Regions from separate parts of the Mus musculus genome. Here region 2 is linked to region 1. Evidence: chromatin contacts called from public Hi-C data. All regions are on one chromosome and are shown on one strand. Each heading gives the region's core, a stretch centred on a gene start, on an enhancer-like site or on the middle of the called end of the contact. The rest is flanking DNA. Distances are from core to core; before and after follow the strand shown.

Region 1 (4,956 bases), core at 1,803-4,302:
CTATGAATTAATAACTGCATTTACTCACAGTTTTGCAAAGACAATAAACTAAGTGTAAGTAAAACCAAGAGCCACTTGGATATATGTGGATAATATATACATATGGATAATACATTCATATAATGTATAGAAAAGAGAGGACTCAGAATACACATCTAAATGATGCCAGAAAAGCAATAAAAAACATAATGTGAGTGCTTAAATTGATAAGAAAATATAGTGATGCTTGTTATAGTAAAGATCAGTACAACCATGATGAAAACTATTTGGATGTACCTACCGAACCTTTGAATAGCCAGTATCTTGTTAGTTGGTTGGTTAGTTAGTTAGTTAGTTATGATCCTAAGAAACAAAAAAAAAATCCTTGCTTACTTATAACAAAAGACTACCCTAGAATGCATTAAATGTTATTTCAAAGCACCCAAGAAAAGAAACAACACAAAATTCCGTGAAATACACAAGATGCCAACAGAGAGGGGTTACTATGACTATCTGCTGAAGAATGAGCTCTGGTCCTGAAATGTGAATAAATGGTATTATAAAGAACACAGTGACAGGAAAGAGATCATTTATATTTATAAAAAGTTTAAGGGAATTGCAACTAACCTGTGATTCCAAAGATCATAAAGGCCTCTGTCATTTTTGTGGTGGCAATGCCTCAGAGCAAAACAGAAGGTGATTTGGGGGTTCCACATAATATTTTATACTGGTTGGATGATGGCTGTATGTGAATGTTTGTCTTAGACTGAAATATGACAAAGTAAAGCTGCATAAAGCTTTTTGTAAGTAGAATGGACCACAAGACTGTCTATATGTATATGACTCAATATCTGACTTTATATGACTCAGAAGACTTTCATTTACTTCTAAGAAATTCAAGAGCAACATTGGTACAGCTGGAGTCTCACAAGATCCCTTGTCTTTAGGGACACTGCCATGCATGTATAGCTCTGAAATGCAAAAGTATACAATTGCATAACTGATCACAGTTGCAGGATTTATGCAGGACAATTGTAGTTTGTGTCTCCCACCCTTCCCTCTGGGAATCCTCACTGTTGATAAGCTAATAAACAGATTACCAAACTGTTTAGTATGGGATGGCAGCTAGATGGAGAAGGCTGGTTCCCATATCCCAGGCTTTGGAAGTTGTCACATTTAGCAATTATGGAGCAGATCTACTTAGCTCAACTATTTAACTTACACCGTAAACTTACAGCTAAATCTTAAACTTCAGCCACTGTGGATGGTGTCAAGGAAAAAGGAAATAAATCTACACAAAGGTTTCATTAACTCTTAGAATCTACCTGTGCTCCATAGTTGTGCATAATTTGTGCAGTTCCGTGTGACCCATGTGGCCAGACTTTCTCTGATGCAAAGGAGGAATCTGTGTTAGTGCGGTTCTGACATGTGAACCCTAACACTTCCTGTCATCACTATGTGCTTGGGCTCACTGATTCCTGGAGGCTAATTACTAGCCACATATGTAAGAGTGGAGTGTGAAGAGACTATAGGCAATGAATTTCATCAGAGGAGAATAGATTGCCTAGATATATCATATTAAGTCACTCTAATAATGTATAACTGAGGAAATCAAATAGTAATTCCAAGTCCACAGAATGGACAATAAACTAGAGGACTGAAAATAAGTGAGGGGTTAGCATGCTAAAAGCAAATAAGATTGCAGTGGATGAGGTGGGAGGAAAGAGGAAAGATCGGGGAAAAAAGTTGGCAAGATTTCACAAATAATGTTGTTTCCATTACAAAGAGAAAGGTCGTCCTGGTTCTAAAGAATAAGGCCAGGACCACCAATAACCTGACTGCTTCTGCTTGATCGCCTAATCATCAAATCTCTCCCTCTCCATCTCCCTATCTCCGTGTGTGTGTGTGTGTGTGTGTGTGTGTGTGTGTGTAAGGGGAAACAGGAAACAACACATGACTAGAGATCAAGGCCAAGAGTCATTGAAGCAGAGAATTTGTGGGGTAAGAGGACAGACATGAAGACATAGCAATGATTGCTTATGGTTTCTCAGGATTGTCAGATGCCTTGGACTGGATAACTCTCTGGTGTAGAAAGTTGGCTTGTCAGCAGGATCACAATCAGCAGTTCCTCTGGCCTCGAAACACCAACAATTTTCTCACCTATAGTGATAGTCTCCAACCCCTTTGCAAACATCCTGTGGTTACAGAAACAAAATCACAGTTGACCAAATAGAAATTAGAAGCTATTAGCAGAATTCATCTTACCAGAGATATTGGTATTATACATAATTACAATTAAAGAAAATAGCTGAGCCTCTTCAGATAATTTGTTCCATAAAATGTTTATGTGTCTCCCAAAATTCAGTTAAAGAATTCCTCCAAGTTAGCTAATAGTTAAAGATTTTTTTTACTTGACTGTGCCTTTTTGACCATTGATATAAAATTTGAATGGCTGGAGAGAATTATGCAATTGCCTTGGTAAGTGTTACCTTAGCCCAGCTTGTGTTAACTCTAGAAGGTACTCATTACAAGCTAATATTTTGTCAGAGAATACTAGGAGAGCCATTTGTTGAATGTGTGATGCAGTCAGTTACATCTTAGGTTCCAGCATTCAGCAGGTGTGTACCGAATACCTATTATGTAAAGTTGTACTTCCTGCTAAGAAAACAACAATTCAAAAGAAAATGTGTGATTCCTTCCCTTGTAAAGGTCAAATTCTGAGCTGGGGTGGGGGGTGCAAGTTCAGGGACAGGAGACAGACTTGTGCAAGACACAGGGCACTTGCAAAGTTTCCTCCAAGATGGTTCTTGATTTGCTGGTACTGAAAGAAGCTGTGACAGAGATATACACCAGAGATCATTGAAGAAATGTTGTTACAAATTCCTCGAATGCTCCACAGCATCCATTCTGAGCCCCTTGTCAGAGAGGACAGGAGATGTTTGTGCATAGGCACTTATAGGAACATTGCTTTGAAGATAGAGGGTTCTGCTCTAACAAACAACTGAACAGATTCTAAAAGCCTCTCTTATTCAAGGATGGGGGAAGCTGCTTTGTAGAGCGACTATAAATAGTTCTGATGCCCATGTCTGCCCTTACATGCCCTAGAATTCCCTCCAACTTTGCATATCTATTCATTCACCTACTCGTGAGTGGAAAAACATTTGCATGTTTTCAAGCTATCAGCAAATATGAAAGATTATGACTTCTGACCTTTTGTACTCAGTTTTTTAGATTAAAAAATAGTTTCTAATTTCAGACATGTTATATTTTCCCTTTCTGCTTGTTGCCTGTGACTTTTCACTGGAGACATTGATGAGTAACAAAAGGAGAACTTGACTATGGGAGGACAATATTTTTCTTTCTATTAAATTTTGCAACTTGACTGCTTTTCTGTTCTCCCTCTCCCTCTCCCTCTCCCTCTCCCTCTCCCTCTCCCTCTCCCTCTCCCTCTCCCTCTCCCTCTCCCTCTCCCTCTCCCTCTCCCTCTCCAAGTTCTCAAATCCCAGACTAATGTAAAATTTAATATATTCTCTCTATCCCTTCAGGTTCACAAAGCCCACACGTGTGAAATTTGCCATGTAGTCCAGGCTAGCCTGGAACTCCTGATTTTCCTGCCTCAATCTCTTCAGTACTGGGATTAAAGACTTTTGCTATCAAAATTGGCTCTGTTGCTTACTTCTCTGTTTGCATACATTTTTTAAAAGATTTGTTTTTATTTTTAATTATATGTATATATGTATATTTATCTGTGAATTGGTAAGTGTCCATGTATGACTTTGCCCATGGAGGGTAGATGAATGTCTCAGATCTCCTGGAGCTGTTGATGCAGGTGGTTGTAAGCAGTCAGATATGGCTGCTAGGAACCAAACTCAGGCCCCCTGGAAGGCCACTATGCATTCTTCTTTTAATTTCACATTTTATTTACTTACATTTCAAATGTTATTCCCTTTCCTGGTTTCCTCTCTGCAAACCCCTATCCCATCCCCTCTTAGCCTGCTTCTGTGAGGATGCTCCCCTCCTCCCACCCACTTCTGCCTCACCACCCTAGCATTCCTCTGCACTGCGGCATCAAGCCTTCACAGGACCAAGGGCATCCCCTCCCACTGATGACAGATAAGATCTCTTCAACTCCTTCAGTCTTTCCCCTAACTCCTCCATTGGGGTCCTTGTTCTCAGTCCAATGGTTGGCTGCGAGCATCCTCATCAGTATTGGTCAGGATCTGGCAAAGCCTCTCAGGAGACAGCTGTATCAGATTGTACTGGCTAGTTTTGTGTCACCTTGACACAGCTGGAGTCATCACAGAGAAAGGAGCTTCAGTTGAGGAAATGCCTCCATGAGATCCAACTGTAAGGCATGTTCTCAATTAGTGATCAAGGGGGAAAGGCCCCTTGTGGGTGGGACCATTTCTGGGCTGGTAGTCTTAAGAGAGAGGGTTCTATAAGAGAGCAGGCTGAGCAAGCCAGGTGAGGCAAGCCAATAAAGAACATCCCTCCATGGCCTCTGCATCAGCTCCTGCTTCCTGACCTGCTTGAGTTCCAGTCCTTACTTCTTTGGTGATGAAGAGCAGCATGGAAGCGTAAGCCGAATAAATCCTTTCCTCCCCAACTTGCTTCTTGGTCATGATGTTTGTGCAGGAATAGAAACCCTGACTAAGACACAGACCCTAGTCAGTAAGCACTTCTTAGCATCTGCAATAGTGTCTGGGTTTAGTATCTATGTGTGATAGATTCCCAGGTGGGGCAGTCTCTGGATGGCCTTTCCTTCAGTCTCTGCTCCATTCTTTGTCCCTTTATTTCCTTTAGACAGGAACAATTCTGGGCTAAAATTTTGAAGATGGGTGGGTGGCCCCATCCCTCCACCAGGGGTACCTGCCTAACCTCTGGATGTGGTCTTGACAGGTTCTCCCTCCCTTTTGTGGGGTATTTCAGCTAATGTCATCCCCGTGGGGTCCTGGGAGGATCTTGCTTTCCCGGCAT
Region 2 (5,447 bases), core at 1,023-3,522, 790 kb after region 1:
ACAATATGGAAGAGAGTGGACAGAGGAGAAATTTACAAGTCAGGGGTAAAAGGTAAACTTGGACATCCTGCTCTGTATCCCAGACCCTTAGTAAAAGGCAAGTCGCTCTGCTTTTCAGGGTCTTTGTCTTTTCAAATGAAAAGACAAAGCCTGCCCAAATCTTTCAGTATCATGCAACTGTGACTGGCTAAGCAGGGGAGAGTCCCTGTCAGTGTCCCCCAGGTGACATAATCCAAAGGAAAATGTGGGTTTCAGCATCGCACAGTCACTGAACCATTCAGCTTCTGCACCCTAATTGGCAGCTTTCTAAGCAACTTCTCCCGGTTCTCATTTTCTCCGGGCAGTAGAGTATACTTTGGCATCAGAATGGGAGGCTTGGGGTGGTCGCCCGGTTTCTTTCCCTCCAGTGGATGGGGCATCATGGCCTTAAACCAGAACCATCTGTGCAAAATGACTGGGAGGCACACAAAGTGCCGGAACCACAAAATTCCAGCTTTGCTTTTGGCTTTCTGGCAAGAAAAGACTGAAAAGTCGGCTCTCGTTTCTCCAAATATTTCTCGCCACAGAGTCTGTGCAGACTGCCTCCAACTCTCCATCGGCAAACCTGGGCAGTTTGGGGACTTTGTTTTGCTTTGTTTTGTTTTTAGTTCGGTTGTTTGGTTGGTTGGTTGGTTGGGTTTTTTTTTTGTTTGTTTGTTTGTTTGTTTTTTGTTTTTGTGGCCTGCTCTCAAATGGTTTTGGAGGCATTGGCAGAACGCACATTAAGGCCATAGTATTGGCTGAGAGTCAGATGATTTCTTTTTCAAAAAGGAGAAACTTCATAAGCCTTACCTTGTGCACACACAGGTGTATAGAAGAAAAAAAAAATGTGGTTTTTCTTCTTGCATTCAGGACTCACTCGCCTCGGCCCAAATTTGAAAAACAGGTTGGGTTTTAGGGGTGTTGCTTTTTTAAATGTTGTTTCTGGTTATTTGGTTTGGTTTGGTTTAGTTTGGGATTTTTCCCCTCACTAAAGTTGTCTGCTAAATACTTGAGGTAAAATCCAGAGACCTGAAGTCTTTGGCCTACTGTCTGTGCCATCTGCACACCTGCATGGTGACACTCAAGAGTCCTGTATGACAACTGATGGGGACCACAGTTCGCTTGGCTCACTGGAGTGGTACCAAGAGAGTTACAAAACAGCGAGAGCTTCCGAACCCGTCACTCTCCTCTACACCACAGAAAGGCTTAAAGATCCAAAGCAAACCGGAGCTTGCTCAAGTTTCAGAGATGTCAAGTCATGTGGTCTAAGGCGAACAAATGTTTCTGGCTATAAATACTCAACAGAGTGTTCCAGCTCACTCAGCCAAAACCTAAACGCTGTGAGGTTTCACCCAAACGAATGGTTCCTTAAATAAACACAACGTCAGGGCAAAAGTGAGCAGCAAAACTTGCAATCAAGGACTGACACGAGAGGCGCCGTCTCGTGGAAGAGAGAGGCTGCACCTGGACGGCTGGTAACAAAAGTTAACCGAGGGCCCTTAGCAGGGCAGGCAGTGGCCAAGCAAGCCCTAGTCCCTCAGTGTGTTAACCCTCCCTCAGGTCCGCCAGGATGAGGACACTACCATCCAACACCATTGATGCGGGAAAGCCAAGCCCCCAGATAAATAAGAAAACCTAGCACATCATGGACGTCAAGGGTGTCTGGTGGCAAAGCCACTGGCCCTCTGTGCCAGGACCCACTGTGCCCAGCAAGGTCAAGAATGCTGGTCTTACCCTGGATTCTTCATCACTGGGAGGCATCCATGTCTTGGGAACCACTGAGTTTAGGGCTGCAGAGACAAAATGCCACAAACCAAGTAATTTAACACAACAGACACATTCTCTTACCATGCCCAGAACCATAGAAAATACACACTCTCTCTCTCACACACACACACTCCATACACATACACACTCATAAGCACACCACACTCCCACAGACACACAGTCACATGCACACCACGCTCAAACACACACACACATACATTCACATGCACATCCCACACACATACTCTACACACTCCAAACACACCACACACTCTCTCTACACACACACACTACACAATCACATATACACCACACACTCACATGCACACTCACACACACACACACACACACAAGAATTTTTAAATTTATAACTGGTAAATAAAACTCAAAGCAAGGAAGCTGTAAAAAGTACACGGGGGAAAGAAAACCCATCTGGGCAAGAGGTATTTGCATATTCTGTTAGATATACTTCCTGCCAGGTGTGTGCAGCACATGGCCAGTTGCAAATTTGATTATTGGAGAAATTTTGAAAAGTTAGATGCCTGCTGAACCCCCAGGGTTCTTTTCCCCTGCCTTCCACTGCTCCCTGATGCAATATTACATGGCTGTGTTTTATCCTCCAATTTCTGTCATCTTCCTAGAAATGCATGGTTTGCCTAAGTGTGGAGCATGAAGGCCTAACTCCCTCAGCTTGCAAGAATACTAAACTAAGTAGGAATTGTTTTGGTGTGTGTGTGTGTGTGTGTGTGTGTGTGTGTGTGTGTGTGTGTGTGTGTGTTGATGATGATGATGATCAATTTTGATTAGCACATACAGTACTGGCTTTCACTGTGACATTTCCAAGAGTCATTTGTTTTTGTTGATTTTACTTCTCCTCCTTAGCCCCACCCTACACACACACACCTGTCCACCCCAGTAGAATCTTATCTGCTTTTAGGCCATATGAGTTTTACTGCCCTCTTCCTGTTCTTTGCCACCCTTTATTTCCAGTGTGTGGTCTCCATTGTAGTTTTATTGCCTCTACATAATTATACCTGCATACACACACACACACACACACACACACACACACCTATATACACACATACATGTGTGTGTGTGTGTGTGTGTGTGTGTGTGTGTGTGTATCTGTGTATCTGAGTATCTTTGTATATGTGTATGTGTGGACCCACATACAATAGAGAAATGTGATATTTGCTTTTCTGAGTTAATAAAATATATATTAATATATTTAATATAATAATTTCACAGGTCACCCATTTTTCTGAAAATGTCTTAACTTTATTTTTCTGGATAAAACTGCACTGTACATGAATAGCACATTTTCATTACCCTAAATAGGAATTCTACAATATTACAATGTAGTCTACAAAGCTTCGACCGGTACTCTAGGAAGTAGCACAACTGACAGAGGGGATGGCCAGAAGGTCCTATCAGTGGCCCCCAGTTCTGTATTTGTCCATATAAGAGCGTTCTTCATTTGCATGTCACCATGGCTGTCAGATGGGGACCTTTGCTCTAGAGCAGTGGTTCTCAACCTTCGTAATGCTGAGGCCCTTTAATACAGTTCTTCAGGTTGTGGTGATCCCCAAACATAAAATTATTTTTGTTGCTACTTCATAACTGTGGTTTTGCAACTGTTATGAATTGTAATGTAAATATCTGATATGCAGGTTATCTGATGTGGGACCACCTCACCAAAGGGGTTGTAACCCACAGGTTGAGAATCACAGCTCCAGACACTGATCTGCCTTGGCCTTGCCTGTGAATACTGTAGCTGTTTAACATAAAATGAGAAACTCCAGGTCAAAGCTACAGAGTGGAGAGGGCTGAATAGAACAGAAAATCAGAGGGAACATCAACAACAACAACAAATTTTGTTTGAAGGTTCCACACTGAGTACATGGGCAGATGACTTGGTGGGTGAAGTGTTCACTGTCCAGATATGAGAATCACAGTTTGAATCCCCAATACCCACATAATGTTGGGTTGAACATATGGCCTACCTGTTAATTCAATGCTGGGAAGAAGACGCCAGAGCACCTGGGGGTAAGCTCTCTGTGGCTAGTTTGACTAGCAAAATAGCAAGCTCCAGGTCTAACAAGAGAGCCTTGCCTCAGTGAGCAAAATGAGGCAAGACTGAAGAAAGAAGCACGCTGTGTTAACTTCTGATGTCCACACATGTGTGTGCTCCTGCCACAATCAAACTTAATACTTGCCACATTAACTGGGATGACTGGTATACAAAATATATACTTAATTATGTACAAAAGTACATGTGCATAAAAGCTCTGTAATAAGTGTGGAGAATCTGATAACAAGCAGTGTGACAGTGCCTCAAAAATTAACACAGGGTGGAGAAATGGTTCAATGTTTAAGAGCACTGTCTGGTCTTCCGGAAGACCAAGGTTTGATTCCCAGTACTCACATGGCAGCTCACAATTGTCTGTAACTCCAGTTCCAGGGGTTCCAATGCCCTCTTCTGGCCTTTGTGGGCACTGCATGCACATGATGCACAAACATGTAGGTAAAGCACAAATACAAATAAAGTAAATACATTTTTAAATGTAATACAGGACTAGCATGTGATCCAGAACATTAGCATCTGGACAGCCTGAGTAGCAAAAGCAGAGCACCAGCTGAGTGGGTTCACAGCAGCACACATTACTCACATTTTACTCACATTAGCCAGCTTCCCCAGTACTGCGTGAATGGACGGGCAAAATGTGGTTGAGACATCCAGTGACATATTAGTCAGTCTTGAAAAGGGAGAAAATCCAATCACAAGCTACAACTCAGATGATGCATAAGACATCCTATGTGAAGCAGGTAAACACCAAAGACCAGAAGAGCCAGGTTCCCCATCCAAGAAGGAAGGACACTGGTGAGCAGACCTGAGAGTATGGGTGAGGCACTAAGTTCAGAAGATGGGGTGGTAATGGCTGCACCAGTGTCCTCAGTGCCACTAACAACACACTCTGACTTGACCTCAGTGGTAAGCCTTTGGTGATACACATGGCACCAAACAGCGAGCAGGTGGATGTGAGCACATGGCAGCCTTCTCCGGCAGGCTCTTGGCCCCAGCACCGCAGCACACCATCCATCACCTCCTAGACAGCAGAAGCCTGAGAGCACACTCCACAGCTGCACCTGGGAAGGATTCTGAGCATGCTTAAAAGGTACATGCTTTTTATGCAAACAGGTATTTACAAATCTATGTGCATTTTATAGAGACAAATTGGAGGAGGGAGAGAGAACCGAGAGAATGTATCTTAGTCCATGCATAGCCTTCTTCACATGTGATTTGCATTGGGCCACAGTTTTGAAAATAACTAAGTCATGCAAAACCTCATTCCGTGGTGCTCACTGCCACAAAATGAAACCCCCTATCATTCATTCCTTCTCAGTCCCTCATTCCAAGTGGCTCACAACTAGCAGTTGCTTAGCATATCCTTTAAATAACAGCAGGACATGCTTAAACCAATATAGTGAGCTATTTGTGTGTACCTATATTTTCAATGTTTCACATACATATTTACCTTTACACTTTATTTTACATGTTTAAATTTCATATTTACAAAATGTCTGCATCTCAGTGCATGTTCTGGGTAGGTTTCAGGCTTTGATATATTCTCTTTGATATATTCCTTTTGATATAT

What was found. A called contact is a pair of places that touch in the nucleus more often than the background predicts.
Region 2: a Hi-C map of centrocytes shows a contact between it and region 1, with 2.1 times the contacts expected there. The contact joins two enhancer-like sites. A contact is called at or near these places in 1 of 15 datasets of contacts at CTCF or cohesin (large pre-B cells), 4 of 484 Hi-C or Micro-C datasets (bone marrow-derived macrophages, centrocytes, myocytes and 1 more) and 2 of 115 datasets of contacts at active chromatin or transcription factors (fibro-adipogenic progenitors and large pre-B cells).

The regions. Positions count from the first base shown.
Region 1 is chr12:15,591,824-15,596,779 of GRCm38.p6, forward strand. No RefSeq gene overlaps it. Among named protein-coding and RNA genes, the nearest start is that of Gm40287, 12 kb to the right of the region's middle. Within about 2 kb of position 3,053, at least 8 of the 459 cell types and tissues checked have an H3K27ac peak or open chromatin away from gene starts, as enhancers often do. A contact at or near this core is called in centrocytes, where this site is marked.
Region 2 is chr12:16,382,364-16,387,810 of GRCm38.p6, forward strand. No RefSeq gene overlaps it. Among named protein-coding and RNA genes, the nearest start is that of Gm36372, 150 kb to the left of the region's middle. Within about 2 kb of position 2,273, at least 44 of the 459 cell types and tissues checked have an H3K27ac peak or open chromatin away from gene starts, as enhancers often do. A contact at or near this core is called in centrocytes, where this site is marked.